Regions from separate parts of the Oryctolagus cuniculus genome. Here region 1 is linked to region 2. The links are chromatin contacts, called in public Micro-C maps. All regions are on one chromosome and are shown on one strand. The core of a region is the stretch at or near the end of the contact, and the rest is flanking DNA. Distances in the headings are between cores, read along the strand shown.

Evidence for each region. A called contact is a pair of places that touch in the nucleus more often than the background predicts.
Region 1: a Micro-C map of ear pinna shows a contact between it and region 2, with 3 times the contacts expected there. The contact joins two enhancer-like sites. A contact is called at or near these places in 3 of 6 Hi-C or Micro-C datasets (ear pinna, psoas muscle and an unstated tissue).

Annotation. Positions count from the first base shown.
Region 1 is chr1:54,179,049-54,184,112 of mOryCun1.1, reverse strand. No RefSeq gene overlaps it. Among named protein-coding and RNA genes, the nearest start is that of DKK3, 33 kb to the left of the region's middle. Within about 2 kb of position 1,967, at least 3 of the 8 cell types and tissues checked have an H3K27ac peak or open chromatin away from gene starts, as enhancers often do. A contact at or near this core is called in ear pinna, where this site is marked.
Region 2 is chr1:54,005,976-54,011,103 of mOryCun1.1, reverse strand. It overlaps MICAL2 (microtubule associated monooxygenase, calponin and LIM domain containing 2), which reads left to right. Exons shown (of 36, transcript XM_070073245.1): 16 at 4,626-4,694. Among named protein-coding and RNA genes, the nearest start is that of MICAL2, 120 kb to the left of the region's middle. Within about 2 kb of position 3,138, at least 1 of the 8 cell types and tissues checked has an H3K27ac peak or open chromatin away from gene starts, as enhancers often do. A contact at or near this core is called in ear pinna, where this site is marked.

The sequences.
Region 1 (5,064 bases), core at 718-3,217, 170 kb before region 2:
AAAGTGAAGCAGCTAGGACTTGAGCAGGGACTCAGATGGGATGCCGGTGTTGCAGGCAGCAGCTTAACCCACTACGCCACGATGCTAGCCCCTTGGCTTGACTCTTGCCTGGATGGAGGTCACCACGTAGGTGGGAAGGCAAAACGTGCCAGGAAGCAACCAGAAGACAAATCTTAGGCAACACCCAGGGCAGTGCGCCACCTGGTGGTGCAGGCCTTGCAGAGAGAGGCATAGGAGGTCTGTGGGCTGGTCTTGAAGGCAGCCCAGGAGTCTGACTGGCAGGGCTGATGGGAGAGAAGAGGCAGCGGGGGATGGTGTCGAGGCAGAGGAACGGCGTGAGCAAAAGGAGGCACAGAGGTGGGGAGGGAGGCTTTCGTGGAGGGGAGAGACGACTTTGCTAAGCAAACCACTCGGGCTTGGAAGCTGGGCTGAATTGCTTGAGTCTACAGAGGAGGGCGGCTGCCAGACAGTGGGGGTTGGGCCAGGGAAGAGGTGAATCTAGGACTGTGCTGGCAGTGTGGTTGGGGGCTCGGCAGGGGAGATCCTGCGGTCGAGGTGCCCATCAGTGAGACGTGCCACCCACGGCCTCGCTGGGGCAGCACACGGTGCCATTTCCAGGGCCACTAACATCCCGTGAGCTCAAATTGCTGGGGCCCAACTGGGTAACCAGACACTGGGCTTGGTGATCTTGCACAGCAAGTCTGCACCGAGGGGGGTGGGGCAGATGGTGGGCATTAGGACGTGAGTCCCAGATCCCCAGCCAGCTTGGAGAGAACAGGGTGAAGGCTGAGACCGGGGGGTACAGGGAAGGGAGGGAGCGTGTAAACAGAGAGGGCCAGATATAAAATCACATAGACACACGTGCACGTGGCCCACGGCCCCTTGATGGATACACACTAACCCCCTGTGCAAATGTACATGCACACACGTCCAGGCACATGGACATGGTTACAGGGTTCACAGCAATGAAGCTAGGGCTGCAGGTTCACTGATGGTGGTTTCTATAGGCTTCGCTAGTAAACACTACTTATTTTGGAAAGCAACTTCTCTGTTTTCCAATAAAACATTGGGACATACGGTATTGGATTTCCCTGATCTGACATTGACCTAAAAAAATGTGCTGGCAGGAACAGAAAATGCGATGCCCCACTGTGCTGGCAGGCACCGGTCAGCTTCGCTCCTCTTGGCTTTGATTGCAAAGGTCAAGATGCAAGTGGGGGGCCAGCGAGGCCTCACTGTCCAACCAGCATTCTTGCCGCGGAGCTGCAGGGAAGCCGAGGACAGAGCTGGGGGCTTCCTGCCGGCCTGTATGCCCATGGCCTTGAAGAGCAGGCAGGGGGGATGAGCTGAGGGGACAACGTGTCACGGAGGCAGCAGACGGAGATGGCTCCAGGATGGGCAAAACGTGGATAGGGCCCAGCTGGGGGATGGGCACATGTGTGCCCCTACAGTGGCCATCAGAGAAATGCGCCTGGAGCCCTGAGTGGGGTTTGAGGTGGGTTCCTGTCCCTGGGAGGGGGACTGGCTTCTATGGGCAGAGCAGTCAGGCCCAGCTCCAGATGACGGGCGGGGCGGGCTGCAGGCGTGGGCACAGTGGCAAGGCCTGGGAGGCAGAAGCCCACCTCCAGGCGGGAACACTGGCATTCCTTGTTTCTTTAGGGGGCATTGGTCCTGGTCTGATCAACAGTGAGAAAGGAGCAGTGTGCCCCCATAGCCCAGAGCCCCTCAGGACCCCCAAATTGAGCCTGAAACTTGACAATGGTCTTCCTCCATGAGGATGAGTGAGATCAGAAGTGTAAGGTGCTCAGCGAGGGCGGGACACACGCCCTGAGGCAGAGAGGAATACAATGGGCCTGGCAGAAGTGCTGGGGATCCAATGAGATCATCTGTCTAAGGCACTTCCAACAGGGCGTGCATTTAGTAAGCATGACAACCGTTTGCTGTGGAAGTGAGTCTTACTGGGGATGACTCAATCACACATTGGGCCACTTACCCCTTCGGCATGACTTTGCTAGGGTTCTCTGTGTGCCAGGCACGGCTCGAGGCCCCGGGGGTGCAGCGGTGAACAGAAAACCCACGCCCTCAGCCCTGGCATCCGTGAATATGCCGTGTCCATGGCTAGCAGGAGTTAAGTTGCCTAGCAGCTGACCCAAAGATCCAGAAGTGAGCCTGGCTTAACCAGGTGCGCTGGCTGCAGCCACAGGGGTCCCTCAAAGGGGAAGAGGGGCAGGCGAGGCAGGGTGAGAGGAGCTGAGCTGGTAGAAGCCGAGGCTGGAGCAACGGGAGTCTTGGCCCCAAGCCGAGGCAGACAGGTGGCCGGTGGCAGCTGGAAAGGGCACGGAAACAGAGCCTCCTGGCGGCCTCCAGGGAGAAACATGGCCCTGCCTTTGACTTAATCCAGTGAGATTTCTGACCTTGAGAACGGGGGGATCATAAATTTTGTCGTTTCGAGGCTCTGAGTTTGCAGGAATTTGTTACAGCAGCCACACGCTGTGGCTGCAAACCCTTCCTTGTGGAGCTTACCTTCTCACCGCGGGAGACGGGGCATGAGGAATTGTGGCACATACGGTGTGGCATGGGGTGCTTCCTTCCCCTCACTGGTGGGGCGGGGAGCGCCCAGCATGGGGTGCAGGGCCCCTCTGGCCGTGGCCACCTCTGCTCCTTGTACCCCTCTGCCTGCCAGGGGCCTGCAGGGTGGGGCTGAAGCACACAGCCAAGGTGCACAGGCTCCTGGGCTAGGGAGGAGGCAGGTGCGCGGTATCTGGCCCAGGGGAGTGGTGCGGTCTGCGGCCAAAGTCTGGGGCAATTAGCATGTGCCCAGATCCCCGTGGGTGGGGACGTGAGGAACTATGACTGGTCCAAGTCCGTGGCGGGTGAAAGCCAGGCTGGGCGGCTGCTCTAGGAGCTCCAGGTTTCCATAGTGATTACCAGCTCTTGGTCACGCCTAATGAGGAACACGGAGAATCCTCCTGTGGGAGGCCACTGGGCTCCTTGCTGAAGCCTTCCTCTTTGATCTTTGGCCTTTAATTGGCAGGCTGAGCCCAGGGAGCCTCCTCAGGAGATGGCTGAGGCTTGGGCAGGGCTCTGCCTCACCTGCCCATCCCTGTTCTGGTTGCTGAAGTCCCTGCTCCACCCCTGAGCCTTCGCTGAGCAGGGGAGGGAGGCCTTGAGGAGCTGCACCATGCAGGCGGGGTCCGCTACTCAGGGTGCAGCTCAAAGACCTGGAAGCGATGGTGCCTGTGGCCCATGTTTGGGATCTTAGGTTGTACACTGCTCGAAGGCACTGCATGGCACATAATAGGCATCTTAATTTATGTCGGAGCCCAGTGGGTGGCAGAGACTCCAAGCCACCTGATGGGTGGCTGGGGGGAGCTCCCTGGGACCTGAATCCACGGTGGCACCAGGGCCGCGCACAAACTCTGGCACACACGTGTGCATGCTGTCCCACCCTCCTGCACAGCAGGTACCTACTGCCATTTAAGGCCTGATTCATAGGGCTCTCAGACTTTGGACCTGCAGTGGTCATCTCACGGGAAGTCTGCTGGGGGTGGGGCGCGGCACTTGGGTGTGCATGCTGCTGGCCACAGGGGTGCCACACGGGTGTGTGTGTGTGTGTGTGTGTGTGTCGCACCAGGGCTGTTTGTGCTAACGTGACCCTTCTTTTTTAACTCGAGGGAAAGACATGTTTCTCCTATTTGCACAAAGATACCCAGTGGGCCAGCTGGGCCCTGCCCTGGCTCGCCAAAATGCCCTCACCTGGGCTATGAAGACTTGCCTTCTACTTCCCTGGCCAAAGTTCCCACCTCATGGAGTAGCTAGAGCCCGACCGAGCCCTGGCCCTATTCCTCTCGGTTTCTTCCCCAGGGGCTGGGCTCAGACCTGTGCCGCTGGGTGGCATTGATGTTGCCTGCAGCCTGCCCTTCCGCGTCCTCAGCTGGCCACTGGTGGAGCAGAGGATGCACTCCCTGGGAGAGGTGGGAGAGAACTTGGGAAGCCTCTCTGCAGGGCGGTGTGTCACAGAAGCGCCTGGCCTTTGCCCCAGGCACTGAGCTGTAGGGACTCTGTGCTTTAGAGAAATCGTGCCCAGGTGTTGCCGAAAGGATGTTTGCCCTAGCAACGTCCATCAGGAGAACGAGTGGCCAAAGGCCAGCTGCCCTGGCTCTCCTGCCCGCGTTCCTCACGGTCAGTCCGGGAGCCGAGGGCGGGCACAGTGCACAGAGGCTTGTCTGTAAAATCTGACAGTAGCTTTTAAAGTTACGGCAGATATTGTATCCCACCCTCGAAATGAAAAGCATGATCTCTTAGGTTGATTCTCCTAGGTTTATTGAGGTATAAGAAATAAAAATTATGTGTATTTAAGGTATATAGCAAAGGCTGTAATATGATGTAATGATTTTGCTACACTGTGATCCAACAAGTAAGCTCAGGGACACTTATGTGCACCACCACACTGTGTGTGTGTGTGTGTGTGTGTGTGTACTGAGAAGCTTTAGGATCTACTCTCCTAACAACGTCAGTAGACTGCACTAGAATGAACTGCAGTCGCCCTGCTCCAGCACACACACTGGCAGATTGTGTTTGTCCTGCCTGCCTGAAGCATCTGCCCACCTGCCCCAGCCCCAGCCGCCACGGCCTGTTCTCTGCGTCTGTGAATTTTATCTCTAAGACTCCACAGAGGAGCGAGATCACACAGGACTTGGCTTTCTGTGCCTGGATCATTTCACTGAGCATGCGCCCTCTGGGTTTGTCTGTGTTGTGGCAAACAGTAGGGTCAGACCACACGTGAGGCCTAACCTTTTAGAGCCAGGCTCTGATAATGAGTCTTAGGTTGTTTTTCCTCGAAGTAACACCTGAGACAAAAATTTGCATGCAGGTAGTTTATTTTTGAGGCAATTCCAAAGGGTACTGAAAGAGGAGCAGAGACAGAGATGTGAGAAATCGAGGGAGACCACAGGACGACTCATCGGACAAGTCCCTCCCGTGGGCAGTGAGGCTGAACTGCACTGGGGCTCTGGGGAATGGGGAGCACGCACCTGGGCTGAGTGGTGAGGAGCCGGGCTGTGT
Region 2 (5,128 bases), core at 1,889-4,388:
GCGTTCACAAGTGTGCATACTCGAGTGTGTCCGTGTCTGCTCTGAGTGAGAGAGAGAGAGAGAGAGACCCTCCCCTCCCCCTCCCCTTCCTAACCTTCCTGCACGGACGCTTTCCACAGAGCCAGGGAGGGTCAGGTAAGAACAGGCCTTCTCCATCCAGCCACTCAGCCAACAGCTGTTTCCAGAGTGCCTGATTCACCCTGAGTCCTAGGTGCTGAGGACAGAGCAGTGAGCCAGACGGTGAAGGGCCCCACCCAGGGAGCTGACCCTGTGGCGAGATCAGAAGTTCTCACTCCCCCGTCCACACCCGGCGGCCTATGCTCACACTAGATTTCTAGGATCTCAGAGACTAGCAGAGGGCTCTGAAGATTCGGGAGCATGGGGGCTTCCACTGCTGGGCAAATCAGGCCCTAGAGTAGCCCTGCAGGCCCCCTCTGGGCTGCTGCGTCTCCCTTCCTCCTGGGAATCCGAGCGGATTTGTGCTTCGGGAATGCATGTTGAAACCAGGCAGAGAGAGAGCTCTTCCGACCTGCTGGGGATTTGACAGATGTTCCCACTTCTCAAAAAGCTCCTTTGCGTCTGCATGATGAGGGTAGTAACACACACTGCAGCACTGCCGCAGAGCTGGCGCGAGCAGTACACACTGCGGGCCTGAGCGCCGGGTCCGGCATGTGGAAGCGGCTCGGTGAACGGTGGTTTCAGCCCTTCTGGGATGCTGATGGAACGAAGAGGCTTGTTTTCTGAAAAGGTGCATGAGATTATTTCATCACTTGGCTCTGTACTGCAACCAGGATCAATCCAGCATCTTCCAATGTACAAAGCACTTTTATTTAAGAAGGATCTTCCCGATGTTCATGAAGATGAGGTGTAGATTTCAAAAAATATTTTGCATCCAAGTAAACGTTTCGCTCCCTTTTCCCACGAACTTCTTGAAATGCCCTTGTGCATCTCCTTTGCTTTTCATGTTGCCTGTGGCGGGAGGCTGGGAACATAGTCTCATCCCTGTTATAGCTGGGGAATCCTGGACTTGGAGGATTCAATTTTGTAAGTCACACAGGTGGCAGATGTGAGCGCCGGAAGTAGGATTCGGATGGGTGAAATGCCGTTACTAGCACTGACCCTGCTAATAGTGTTTCATGCATCGACAGCACTCCGCAATTCAAGACATGGCTTACACCCATGTTTCATTCATCTTCATACACCTTAGGAGCCAGACAGGTCAAAGGTTGCATCTTACAGTTTAGGAAACTGAAGTCAGAGTAGCTAGGTGATTGCCCTGAGGTTGCACCAGAACTCGAGCCATGGTCCCTTGGATAAAGAGCCCGCTTGCTTTTGTTGCTGACCATCTCTCCAAATATCATAGCTGCTGCTCCAGCCACCCAGGTCAGAGCACACAGCGCCAACCTCTCTTACTCCAATCCACAGCTAGATTTCTCCAGCATTAGGCTGCACCAGCTAACTAAAGTTTATTTGCTTTGAGCTAAAATCACAATAACTCAGGAAGTATGGGAGCATGGCTATCTTGTGCTGATCAAATAAATAGAAGATACGTCTTGATTATTTTTTTAATGAGGAAACCCATTAGTTTAAGACATGCCTTTAGATGTATAGAGTCCTTGACATAATTGGGAAATCATGATAAGGAGGTGTTCTCCCTAAAGGAGGTAGGGAAATTAATTGGAAAAGAAAGGAAGCTATTTTTTTTTTATTTATTTGACATTTATAGACAGTGAAACACAGAGAAAGGTCTTCCTTCTGTTGGTTCACTCCCCAAATGGCTGCTACAGCTGGCGCTGCGCTGATCCGAAGCCAGGAGCCAGGTGCTTCCTCCTGGTCTCCCATGTGGGTGCAGGGCCCAAGCACTTGGGTCATCCTCCACTGCCCTCCCGGGCTACAGCAGAGAGCTGGACTGGAAGAGGAGCAACCAGGGCTAGAACCTGACACCCATATGGGATGCTGGCGCCACAGGCGGAGGATTAGCCAAGTAAGCCACGGCGCTGGCCCCAGGAAGCTATTTTTTCATACTGCTGCTCCTTCCAACTGGGCATAACTGTTTTCTTCCTCCTTATAGAGTGAGATAGAGTTCAAGGGGAGAGGGTTGCATAAATATAGAGAAGCAGATAAGAAAAAAATAGGTTAATCCTGGGTTTGAATTTTCTTAACATTTTTGTTTTTACCTAGATCTTGGTTAAGAATCAGTGCCTGAATGATGAACCCACAGGAAAAGTAGAAATCAATAGGATCTGTGTGTTGCTCACCTTTCTCTCTAGACTGCATTGATTGTCCCCGGGCTGCAGGAGAGCAGGGGAGCTGAGGTTGCCCCTTTGCGCTTCTTGATCCCCCCCACCACACACACACAGGGTTTGGGATCTCCTAGGACTGCTGGCTGGGCACATGTCCCCCGGGAATGCCTGTTCTGAGCCCGTGTGTATCCATACAGTCTGCAACTGCACAGCCCCTTCCTGAGCTGTTGAGGATGAAGGGAGAACGGGGTGGGCTGCTCTTTGGAGAAAAGACCAAGTCCCCGCTTGAGATGGAAACACACACACCAGAAGAATCCTGGTTGTGCATCAAGTGTTCCTGTCGGGTAGAACGTTTTGTACTTTCCCAGGCTCCGGCCTCAGGGCCAGAGCTGCGTTCACAGGCTGTGGAGTCGGGGCCCAGACTGTCTGCGCCTCCACAACCTAACCTAGTTGCAAACGAGGTCATCTGTTTCTCTTGGTGTTTACCCAAGTGTTTGGGTTGAAACCATTTCCATTCACAGAATAGGAGTGGAGGAAAATGCCAAAGACAAGGCGGGGCTCTTTCATCTGTTGTTTTGTGCTGCCTGGGTCAAATTTTTGAACAAATGTCAACAACTAAACTGTGGTTGATCTTCTCTTAAAAAAAAAAAAAAAAAAGAAGAAGAAGAAGATGGTTCTAGTAGACCAGGGAGAGGCAGGCTGGGGACAACACGGGTGCAAGTGTAGGGGAAGCAGCAGGCCCGTGGGGAATGAATGCCAGGGCGCCCATAGCTACTGCTGCAGAACAATCAGGAGGTAAAAGACTGTTCCTGTGGCCAGGTTAAGTTAGGATTTATGGGGCCGATTGGGCCGTATGCCTGGGTTTGAGGTGAGCAGGTGGCCTGCAGCCCCTCCTACTGCAGCTGCAGTGGTACAAAGACTCGCACTTAACAGGGGCCTTCTCTGGAGGGGCTCTCCCAGAGTGGGAGGCGTCCTGCAGAAGGGAGGGGTGTGTGTGTGTGTGTGTGTAGACTCAAGGGCCCTGAGGGAGCTAGCCTCTGGGAGAGGGTCCCACAGCTGGGGACTGCTGGTAGCACAGTCCAACCCCAGAAGGGGATGGTGGAGCCCAGGTAGACCCAGCCCAGCCTGGGACAGCTTACCCAACAGGGTGCAAGGAGAGGCTAAACCTCTACCGCAGCTCTTAGCATCAGCTCAGCCTGTGCCATCCTACTCATTCCTTAGGGGATGACAGTGGTTGGAGCCCTTTGGTGGTTCTTGCAGGGCTGATGCAGTGGGCTTAGATAAGGCAGGGTTTTCCAGGTTTAAATGTCCAGGCAGCAGTGGGCCAGGAGAGGTTATCAGTAGAACAATAGCCTTGTAATGTGTTGTGCAAGCTGGGAAACTTTGGAGAGTGGAAGGGGACACTGTTAATAATTATGCAGGGGGGGCCGGCGCCGTGGCTCAACAGGCTAATCCTCCGCCTAGCGGCGCCGGCACACCGGGTTCCAGTCCCGGTCGGGGTGCCGGATTCTGTCCCGGTTGCCCCTCTTCCAGGCCAGCTCTCTGCTGTGGCCAGGGAGTGCAGTGGAGGATGGCCCAAGTGCTTGGGCCCTGCACCCCATGGGAGACCAGGAGAAGCACCTGGCTCCTGGCTTCGGATCAGCGCGATACGCCGGCCGCAGTGCGCCAGCCGCGGCGGCCATTGGAGGGTGAACCAATGGCAAAAGGAAAACCTTTCTCTCTGTCTCTCTCTCTCACTGTCCACTCTGCCTGTCCAAAAAAATAATAATAATAATTATGCAGGGGGGAGGGAGGCAGTAACCTGTTTGGCTTGGGCAAACTGGGCTGCGTGGTTATTGTAGGCATCAGGCCAGCTCTCATGCTTATTTGAGATTAATAAAATATCACAGCTGGGATGGTGCCTCAGTTGCCGATTTAATTCATCACCAAATCCCTGGACAGCTCACTTGAGTCCTGAGAATGCCTCTAAAGTGAGCCAGTGTCACCTCCGTGTAGGAGAGAGGCTCTCAAGGTACAGAAAGACCGCAGGTGGCCTCCAAAAGGCAGTGCACTGAGGGCATCGGCAGGCCTTCCTGTGACCTTGGATGAATCGTTAATCTGCTCGGAGCCTTAGGTCGCGTTGCAGCAGTGACAACCCCTGCCTGCCCATGTCACAGGGATTCACTTTGCTTGGGATATTTCATCATGAGCTTTTGGGATGTAGCTCGCAACTGCTCCTACCGAACCCTTGGCACCTGTGCAAGGTCAGGCACTCTCCAATGCTTGTCACAGTGCAGGTCACTGATGGCCATGTCTGCCTGCTGGCAGGGATCCAGCCCCAGTGCCAGTTCAAGGCTAGCCCACAGTGTCCCTGGGCTCACCATGTTTTCTTGGTCGTTGCAGGTGGATGGCCAACCCGAAGAGAACGACATGAACAAACGCAGGCGGAAAGGCATCAACAACGTGGACGAGGTTTGTGTGCCTGGGGTCCCTATAAACAAAGGCCTTCTCCTGACAGCTGGTGGCCAGAGACCCGCCTGACCGCAGCTGCAGCCCCGACCCTTCTTTCTGTCCTCTCCCAGAACCACTGGGTTCCAAATCAGTCAGGGGTCGTGTCCTCGCCTTGCCTCAGTACTTGGCAGCTATGCAACCTTGAGAAAGGTAACTCCCAGGGTGTGGACCCTACCCATATAAGGCAATAATACATTCAAAACAAACTGCAGGGTTTCTAAAGATCAGTAAGATGACTTACACAGCCTGGCACCCATGGGCTACTCCGCGTACAATCACTGTTAAGAGAAGGTAGTCCAGGGGCCCCAGCAGTCCCACTGTCCTCCCAGGCAATGTTTGGAGTCTTCCCATGTTTTCTGCACTTTCAGTCTAAGACAAACATCCCAGTGCCCACG